Linked DNA regions of Mus musculus: region 2 is linked to region 1. A link is a contact called in public promoter capture Hi-C data. All regions are on one chromosome and are shown on one strand. The core of a region is the stretch at or near the end of the contact, and the rest is flanking DNA. Distances in the headings are between cores, read along the strand shown.

The links. Promoter capture Hi-C pulls out the DNA fragments that hold promoters and counts their contacts.
Region 2: a contact with region 1 is called in a promoter capture Hi-C map of the C10 cell line, with 2.3 times the contacts expected there. The contact joins the promoter of 4930519G04Rik here to the promoter of 4930401G09Rik in region 1. A contact is called at or near these places in 1 of 39 promoter capture datasets (the C10 cell line) and 1 of 9 other capture datasets (pancreatic islet).

Annotation. Positions count from the first base shown.
Region 1 is chr5:115,357,262-115,362,039 of GRCm38.p6, forward strand. 4930401G09Rik (RIKEN cDNA 4930401G09 gene) reads right to left here and starts at 2,862. Exons shown (of 2, transcript NR_163911.1): 1 at 2,659-2,862; 2 at 1,439-1,871. It also overlaps a transcript of Msi1 not described here.
Region 2 is chr5:114,850,980-114,855,527 of GRCm38.p6, forward strand. It overlaps 4930519G04Rik (RIKEN cDNA 4930519G04 gene), which reads left to right and starts at 2,735. Exons shown (of 12, transcript NM_026263.2): 1 at 2,735-2,879. It overlaps Mir6240 (microRNA 6240), which reads left to right and starts at 969; the gene lies at 969-1,085. Gm9936 (predicted gene 9936) reads right to left here. Exons shown (of 1, transcript NR_164348.1): 1 at 4,044-4,548.

The DNA.
Region 1 (4,778 bases), core at 1,612-4,111:
GGTGGGGGGGGTGGGGGGTGGGGGGGTGGGGGCGCTGGCACAGAGCAGAGCGGAGCACACAGGGATGAAAGTTCTGAGATGGAATTGGATTTAGATCCTGGTTCTGCTACTTTTGTTGAATAAATCATTTATCTGGGCCTTAGTGTTCTCAGGACTGAATGTGGTTTATGTGAAACACTTAGTATCTTGCTCCGTAAATGACAGCAATTATTTTTGTTGTTGTTGTTGTTTTGTTTTGTTTTGTTTTTCGAGGCAGGGTTTCTCTGTATAGCCCTGGCTGTCCTGGAACTCACTTTGTAGACCAGGCTGGCCTCGAACTCAGAAATCCGCCTGCCTCTGCCTCCGGAGTGCTGGGATTAAAGGCGTGCGCCACCATGCCTGGCTACAGCAGTTATTTTTAATTTTCTTTGTCTTGTTTGTATGTTTGTTTGGTTGGTTGGTTCGTTTTTGAGACAGAGCCTCACTGTGTAGCTCTGGCTATCCTGGAACTTGATATGTAGACCAGGCTGAGATGCAATCCCTCTTGCTTCCCCAGTGCTAGGATTAGATGTTGTGCCACAGGCTGGCTTCTGACTGAGCTAGTATTGATCATCCGCAGTTTCATTCAGTGAAAAAACGAGGCAGGTCCGGGATGTGGCTCAGCAGGTTGAGTGTTTGTTGGTCATGTAGGAAGCACTGATTTTGGCCCCCAAGTCCCTACTATACCTGGGCATCAAGGTGAACAGCAGCAACCCCAGCACTCCAGGAGTTAGGATGGTCCGAAAGGCAAGGTCATCCCGTGCTACACGGCTAGTCTCATCTACATGAGATCTTGTCTCAGAAAGAAAACAAAATCGAATCTGCTGGGCAGTGGTGACACATGCCTTTATTCCCAGCACTCCGGAGGCAGAGGCAGGCGGATTTCTGAGTTCGAGGCCAGCCTGGTCTACAGAGTAAGTTCCAGGACAGCCAGGGCTATACAGAGAAATCCTATCTCGAAAAAAAACACACACACAAAGAAAATCGAATCTAAGGCATGTGAGGATGTGTTTTGCAGTGCTGTGGTGCTGCTCACTGGTGGAGATCACTTTCTGCTCTGGCAGAGGATAATAAAGGGCCCAGAACCCAGATAGTGGGTCAGAACTTTACATAATTCCAGTTCCAGGGAATCCAACACGCTCTTCTGGTCCCCACGGGCACCAGAAATGCACATGGTACATGTAGGCAAAACACTCATATACATAAAATTAATAATGATGTAAAAAATATGGTCACCGGGCAGTGGTGGCACACACCTATAATTCCAGCACTTGGAAGGCAGAGGCTGGTGGATTTTTGAGTTCAAGGCCAGCCTGGTCTACAGAGTGAGTTCCAGGACAGCCAAGGCTACACAGAGAAACCCTGTCTCGAAAAAAAAAAAAAAAAAAAAAAAAGTCTATGAAAATACATTAAATGAGTCCCTACCACATTGTATTTAAACATTTTTTAGACGGAAAGGCTGCCTACAGTTTGTGTAGCTGCTATGCACATGTTTGAGGAAAGCTATATCTGGGCTTTTTTTCTTTTTAAACATTTGGCTATGAATGTATACTATTTGTGTTGTTTTAAAAAATCCTCCCATCCAAAAAAAAAAAAGATCCAAGGCTGTTCAGCTGCTACCGGGATTTCTGTCGCTCTTGTCAGTTCCATAGACTGTAAGTCACATGAGGACAAGAACCCTTTGGGCAGAGTTAAATCAGTCAAAGGACTGGGTAGGGGGTGGGTGTCCAGCACCTGCAGTACCGCTCGCTCCCAGTGGGTGGCAGGCTCCTCCTAGGCGGGCGCCGCCCAAAAGCCTGGGCCAGGGAAGTCCTGCCTTCGACCTTCAACGTGGCTGGTCTCCTCTCAGGTTCCTGGAAGGAGATGGAGGGAGGTGAAACCTGAGAAAGGAATACAGGGAGAGAGGTCGGCTCAACCCCGGGGGCTCTTTCTTCCGGCCTTCTTCTGAGGCTTCTCATCTTCCTCACATTGGTACAAGAAATCTTCAAGGTAGGCATGGTGGTGCTCCCCCCACCCCCACCCCCATTATCCCAGCACCAGGGAAACTAAGGCAGGAGAATGAAGAATTCCAGGCCAAAACACATGCCTTTCATCCCAGAACTGGGGAGGCAGAGACAGGAGAATCTCTGTCAGTTTGAAGCCAGCAGGGTCTGTCACTATGTATAGTGAATCCCTGGGTGCGTGAGGGATGGGAGTCTTCAGTTATTCTAGTCAGGCCTGTTATTCCAACGACTCTATATTCTGGAACAAAAAGATCACAAGTTCAAGGCCAGCTCCAGGCTGTAGATTGAGTGCCAGGCTAGTGTGGGCAACTTGGTAAGATCTGTCTCAAAACAGGAAATAAACGCTAGGCATGTACTTTTAAACGCAGCAATAGAAGACAGAGGCAGAAAGGACATTGCAAACTCAGGGCCAGCTGGGGCTTCGTGGTAAGAACCCGTATCAAAAACAAGACATGGACAAATTACGATTAAGAAGGCTGGGGATGTAGCTCAGCAGTCTGGCAATTGCCTAGCATGCCTGAGGCCCTGGGTTCAATCTCCAGCACCGCAAAAAAAAAAATTTTTAAGTAACAATCAAACAAATAAATAAGTTAGAAAAGAAAAGGAGAAAGGAATTGGGACAAAGCAAAGTGCTTACCTAACTGCACAAGGCCTGCGCTCTGTCTGTCCCTAGCACTGTGATAAAAACAGCTGTGGTAATAAATGCCTGTTATCCCAATATTCAGGAGGCGGGGGCAGGAGAATCAGGGGCTCAAGGTCATTACGTAGCAAAACCAAGGCCAGCCTGGGCTACAGGAGATCCAGTCAGAGAGCTCTGAGAATCCTCATTTCCTGTAGGAGTGGGAGTAGATAAGAAATACGAAGAAAAGTCCCATCCCTCCCCCAGGAACTGGGCACAGAGCAGAAGGCAGGAACCTTTCCTGAAAATCTGCATAACTCAGAACTCACCTGACAGTTGATTTACTGCCCTGCTTGGTATTCCCTTTGATCTTCAGGTGGTGGTGAGTTGTCTGAAGTGGGGGGCAGGGACACACACACACACACACACACACACACACACACACACACTCACTCACTCGGGTTCTCTAACAGAGCTGCAGGCCCTGAGCCACCTCCTCAGCTTTTGGTTTGTTTGCTGCTTCATTGGTTGGTTGGTTGTTCTTTTCTTTTTAATGACTTCTTTGTTTTTATTTCGCGGGAACTGGTGTTCTGCCTAAGTGTGTGTCTGTGTGAGGGCGTTGGATGCTGTGGAGTTGCAGGCAGTTGTGAGCTGCGATGCGGGTGCTGGGGATTGAACCCTGGTCCTTTGGAAGAACAGCCAGGGCTCTAACCACTGAGCAGTCGCCCCAGCCCTGTTTGTTTTTAAGTAAGGGTCTCACTATATAGCTCAGGCTGGCCTTAAATTCCCACCCTTTTGCCCTAGCCTCCTGAGTCTCTCCCTCCTCCTCCTCCTCTTCCTCCTCCTCTTCCTCTTCCTCCTCTTCCACCTAGTTTTTTTCCTAACTTTTATTTACCATCTCTGGTAAGAAATCGAGAGAGCAAGAGAGTGAGAGAGCAAGCAAGAGAGTTCAGTAGTCAGTGCAAGCGGAGATCAGAGGACAGCTTTCAGGAGTTGGTTGTCTCTCGCACCACGTGGGTCTTAGGGAACTGAACTAAGATTTTTAGGCTTCATGTTTTTGTTGTTTTTGTTTTTTGGTTTTTTTTTTGTTTTTTCTTTCTTTTTTTTTTTTTTTTTTTTTTTGGTTTTTTGATACAGGGTTTCTCTGTATAGCCCTGGCTGTCCTGGAGCTCACTTTGTAGACCAGGCTGGCCTTGAACTCAGAAATCCGCCTGCCTCTGCCTCCGGAGTGCTGGGATTAAAGGCGTGCGCCACCACGCCCGGCTTAGGCTTCATGTTTAGTGCCTTAATCAATGACTCACCTCTCACCTCACCCCTCTGTCTTCTTTAATAACCGCAGGTCAGGGATCTGGGCAGTAGCTCAGCTAATAAAGTGCTTGCCTTACAAGCATTCAGACCCCAGGTTCAATTCCTAGAACCCATGTGGAGAAAATTAAAATAAAATAATATAATATAATAAAAAAAGAAAGAGAAGGAGGAAAAGTGAAAATCCCAGCACTTGGGAAATGAGACCAGAGGACTCCTAGGGCTCGACAGCCACTGTAGCCTAGTTGGTGAGGTTCGTGAGATTCAGGCCTGCCAAAGAAAAAGCTCCAGTCTTTAAAGAACAATACCCAAGGTTATTCTCAGGCTTCTACCTACACGCGCGCACATATACACACACGCCTGTGCACCTGCACACACACATCTGTGTAATCCCTCCACCTGTTCACCTGCATATACCTGTGCATCCTCACACACCCGCACATGCACACTAATTGTAGATAAGACAGTATATAGTTAAAATTAAGAAAAGAAAGACAGGGCCGGGCAGTGGTGGCACATGCCTTTAATTCCAGCACTTAGGCAGAGGCAGGCAGATTTCTGAGTTCAAGGCCAGCCTGGTCTACAGTGAGTTCCAGGACAGCCAGGGCTACACAGAAAAAACCTGTCTAGAAAACAAACAAACAAGTTTGAGGCCATCTCCAGTTACAGGAGACCCTGCCTCAAAACAAACAAAAACAAAAACAAAACAAAATCCAAACCAAACCTAGCAATCAAAACCTTAGAGATAGGAGGGGGGCTAGAGAGATGGCTCAGTGGTTATTCCCAGCAGGGCCGCTCACGAGCTGGAACTGCTTTCAGTTCTGCAGGTGGTG
Region 2 (4,548 bases), core at 1,485-3,984, 510 kb before region 1:
TCCTCCTCTTCCTCCCTCCTCCCTCCTCCCTGGTCACTGCATCTCCCCCGGCACCCTGCAACTGTCTGTGCTGCTGCAAACTCCTATAATGAGGTCAATGACCTGCATCCATGGCGCTCGCTCACAGCCACTTGGCTTTAAAGTAAGGTTTGCACTGGTTAGACTGGCCACACTGAGTGGACATTTAGGGTATAATGTTGCGTTTCATCCTTTCATATTTACTGTTGCTCACATGTCTATAGTGAGTGTAAATTTCTAGGAGGCAAGCCTCAGGCCCAGCGAGCCTCCTCTGAGGTCCACCAGTTTCATTTCGAAACCATGACAAGCTCTTCATCACCCCACCCCACCCCGCCAAGCGTAGATCTGAAGGGAAGCCTGCACACATCTCCCCCACGACAGCAACCAACACCAACACCAACACCAACACCGCAGGAAAGCTGAATTGCAGCCCTAACACAGCTGAAAACACTTGTCGAAACCTGACATCACTAAGAGCGATTTAGACTCGGAGGCGTTCCGAAGAGAGAATCTGAGATGTCAGAGTGGGACGGCCATGGGGCTGCTTTGGGGGCGCAGCCAGGACTGTGCTGGAGAGTCATCGCCATCAAGTTAGTAGGGACATCTGATGGCCGAGGGATGTGACAGGAGCAGGTTCAGAAGAAACCTGGAGTGCGGGAGCCAGTGGCTATGGAAGGAACTTCACAGAGGCGCTCTGCCCCTGGCTGTGCAGGGCAGAGTTTGGTTGAGAGTTCCCAAGCGGTTCGCCCCCCAGAGCCGTGGTTTTCCCCCAGAGGCACCTCACCCAGCTGCTGACTTAGAACTGGCGCTGACCAGGGGAATCCGACTGTGTAATTAAAACAAAGCATCGCACTCGGGAAGCAGAGGCAGGCGGATTTCTGAGTTCCAGGCCAGCCTGGTCTACACAGAGAGTTCTAGGACAGCCAGGACTACACAGAGAAAACCCTGTCTTGAGAAAAACAAAACCAAAAAACCCCAAAGCATCGCGAAGGCCCACGGCGGGTGTTGACTCGATGTGATTTCTGCCCAGTGCTCTGAAGGTCAATGTGAAGAAATGTGACTCTCTTAAGGTAGCCAAATGCCAGGGGGTGGGGGTGGGAGGGGCCCTCCCTCTTATTCTACACCTCTCATGTCTCTTCACCGTGCCAGACTAAAGTCAAGCTCAAGCTCTCGGGGTCATCTTTCCCCGCTGATTCCACCAAGCCTGTTCCCTTGGCTGTGGTTTCATTGGATAGGGACAGTGGGAATCTCATTCATCCATTCTCGAGCCTCCCACGGAGCAGAAGGGCAAAAAAACAAAAAACAAAAAACAAAAAAAACCTTGCTTGATCTTGATACAGGTCTGTGAAATCGGGACCTCACGATCCTTCTGACCTTCTGGTTTTTAAAAAAGCAGGAGGTGTCAGAAAAGTGACCACAGGGGATAAACTGGCTTGTGGCCACCAAACCTTTACGGAAAAGGAGTATGAGGGGAGCCCTTGGGGATGGGGTGGGGGTGGGGGAGTCCACAACATCATCATGGACTCTGGTTTATGCTCTGTGTCCCCAGGGAGCCAAGGACATGTCTTCTATCTGGTCCACAAGACCTGTGTGACTCTGGGCACGTCACTTCATGGACTGTCAGATACATAATGTTCTACTTGCCGCACAGGGCTGATGTGGGGGTCACGGGGCTGACGACAATTCCTCCTGGGGAACTCCACGATACCATGCTCATGTGAACTCTGAACCTACCAAATGCCCCCCCTCCCCACCCCCCGAGTTTTCTGGCTACAGGAAACACCCTCACATATCTGGCTCTCTCCAGACATGTAGCACAGGCTGCTCAGGCACAGGCAGGAAGCACCGTTCCGTTTTCCTTCAGACTATGTGCAATCAATAGACTAAGCTTTATACCCTGAGAATAGTAGGTAACCAAAGGAGCGTTCTGGTAAGTAAGGCGAGAACTATCTAAGATGAGAACACCAAATCCCTTTCCCAGGCCCCGAGGCTTCTAATTGAGGCCGGCAGGCACCTGCCTGGGATCTGTGCCGATCACTATTGCCTTTTCTCTCTAAAAATGATTCCAGACTCTGCCCCTTGAGTGGTTTAAGTTTGCCATACACTGGGAGGCCCTCTTCCCGATGCAGCCATGGTTCAACTCGCCCCCGAGGCAGTGGGGGACAACAGAAGAAAAGGGTATCTGGGAGGCTCCCCTGGACATCCGTGCTCCTGTTTGGAATATGCTGTCTAAGCGTTGAGGCTCAGGGGCACAAGATGCAAAGATGCTAAGACATTCTAAGGGGAGAATACATGCAGCTACTGTAGTGCCGCAAGAGGCTCTGCATCCTTGTCAGGGGAATCCAAGACAGACCAGGAGGCGGCCGGCAAGGCCATCCTACTGTCTACCCCAGTTCAGCAGAGGCCTCTGGCACAGTAGCAGCCGAGTCCCTAATGAGCCAGAACTCGAGCAGCAGGCTCCACATGCAGAGTGGTGTAGCCACAGCCCCTTCTCAGCCTCCCTGTGTCCAGGCTGCTTTCCCTGAATGACCCCGCCCCAGCACAGGAGCTCCTCCCAGGAGCTGCTTCTTCACAGTGCTCCTCTAGCTCTGGCCAGTTCAGGCAGAGCTCATTATTTATGCAACTGTCACCTGGGCAGTTGGTCAGAATGTCCTGGGTTCCAAGCCAGTTGGGCGACACCAAGGTGGTCACCTGACTGGTTTTTTTTTCCCCCGACACACTAGAATTTAAGCATGTCTGGTGAAGAGGGTACCAGGTTACTAGTCCCTTAAGCCCACTGTCCCCTTCCAGTGTCCAGATAACTGAGGCCCCAGTACGCTTCTCTATAATACATTTTGACACTCGAAGAAACAGATTCGAAGGTGACCGACTGGGCAAGTGTGTGGAGATCTGTACTAGTCCCCTAGACTCTATGCAGGTGCCCCCTTTCCCTCTCTGCATTTTGCTTAAAGTGTCTCCATTCTTGCAAATCACCCATTTGTCTGAGTACTTCTGTGTCCAGTCCCTAGAGAATTACAAAAGTACAGGTGCTCTTGAGACCTTTCAACACAGGCCAACACACAGACAGATACACAGATGAATATACAGACATACAGACACACACAGAGATGCATATACAAACACACAGACACATACATATACACACATATACACATATACATACATGCATACAGACAGACAGACAGACAGACAGATGTACATACATACGTATATACAATCCCTAAAGAAGTCTGGTCATAAGACTTACTAGACAGCAGCTGTTATGGCGATTGAGATTGCTTTCAAAGAATTAGGCTAACACTCTAAAGTCTGAATCGCTGAGCGCATGCTCCTGCGCCATTTCCGCGCACAGTTCCTGGGATGGGCCTGGTTGTGGCAGAGAGAGAGAGTGCAGAAAAGACAAACACAGTTATGGGGTGGGGAAGCTGAGGGGTCTAAGCTCTAGGCTGGAGAAACCGCAGCGCCCTGGAAGCTTCACGTGTTTACAATTTAGAGTTGAACGGGGAGGAGGAGCTCGTGGCTGCCAAGGAGGCAGGGTTATCACCTAAAGATACACGAGGGACCAGAGTTTATGGCTTACAAGTGAACAAGGAGATGGGTGTAGCTGGTCTTGATTGGCACAGTCTCTGTAGGGGACAATCTTCAGGCCATACACATGCAGAGAGGTTATGGAGGACAGACAGACATGCCCACATGAAGGTCGTCAGAAGGAACCTGTCTGCTTAAAGGCAGAGCCGTCTGTGCCCGGTCTCTGAATGAAAGCTGACACATGTCTTTGTCTGCCTCCTCATGGCTCCTGCTGAAGTCCCTGGCTGACCTTGGCTTCCAGGTGTACCGCTCTACTACCCGACTGTCACCACGTGTCCCTGCTGCTTCCGTGTCTCTCTGGTCACACTTTCTTGTCCTCTGAGTGATGGTCATTCAAATAGAGTGCACACCATTGCAGGAGAAGCTCACCACAATAAAAGGGAACTGTCTCAGTCAGGGTTTCTACTCCTGCACAAACATCACCATCAAGAAGCAAGTTGGGGAGGAAAGGGTTTATTAAGCTTACACTTCCCACACTGCTGTTCATCACCAAAGGAAGTCAGGACTGGAACTCAAGCAGGTCAGGAGGCAAGAGCTGATGCAGAGGACATGGAAGGATGTTACTTACTGGCTTGCTTCCCCTGGCTTGCTCAGCTTGTTCTCTTATGGAACCCAAGACAACCAACCCAGGGATGGCCCCACCCACACTGCCAAACCCGCCCCCCCCCCCCCCCCGGCTTGACTTGATCACCAACCTAGAAAATGCCCCACAGCTGGATCTCATGGAGGCACTTCCCCAACTAAAGCTCCTTTCTAGCCAGTACAGGAACCGATTCTCAAATAAAGGCCTGGTCACTAATACCGAACATTTGACATGAACACTGGAGAACATGGTTCAGTCTATGACTTCCCTAAACAGCAGATTTGACCCAGCAGAGGAAAGAGCTTATACATCACTCAGTGCCAAGTCATAGTCAGCAGAAATACATGAACAAGCATCAA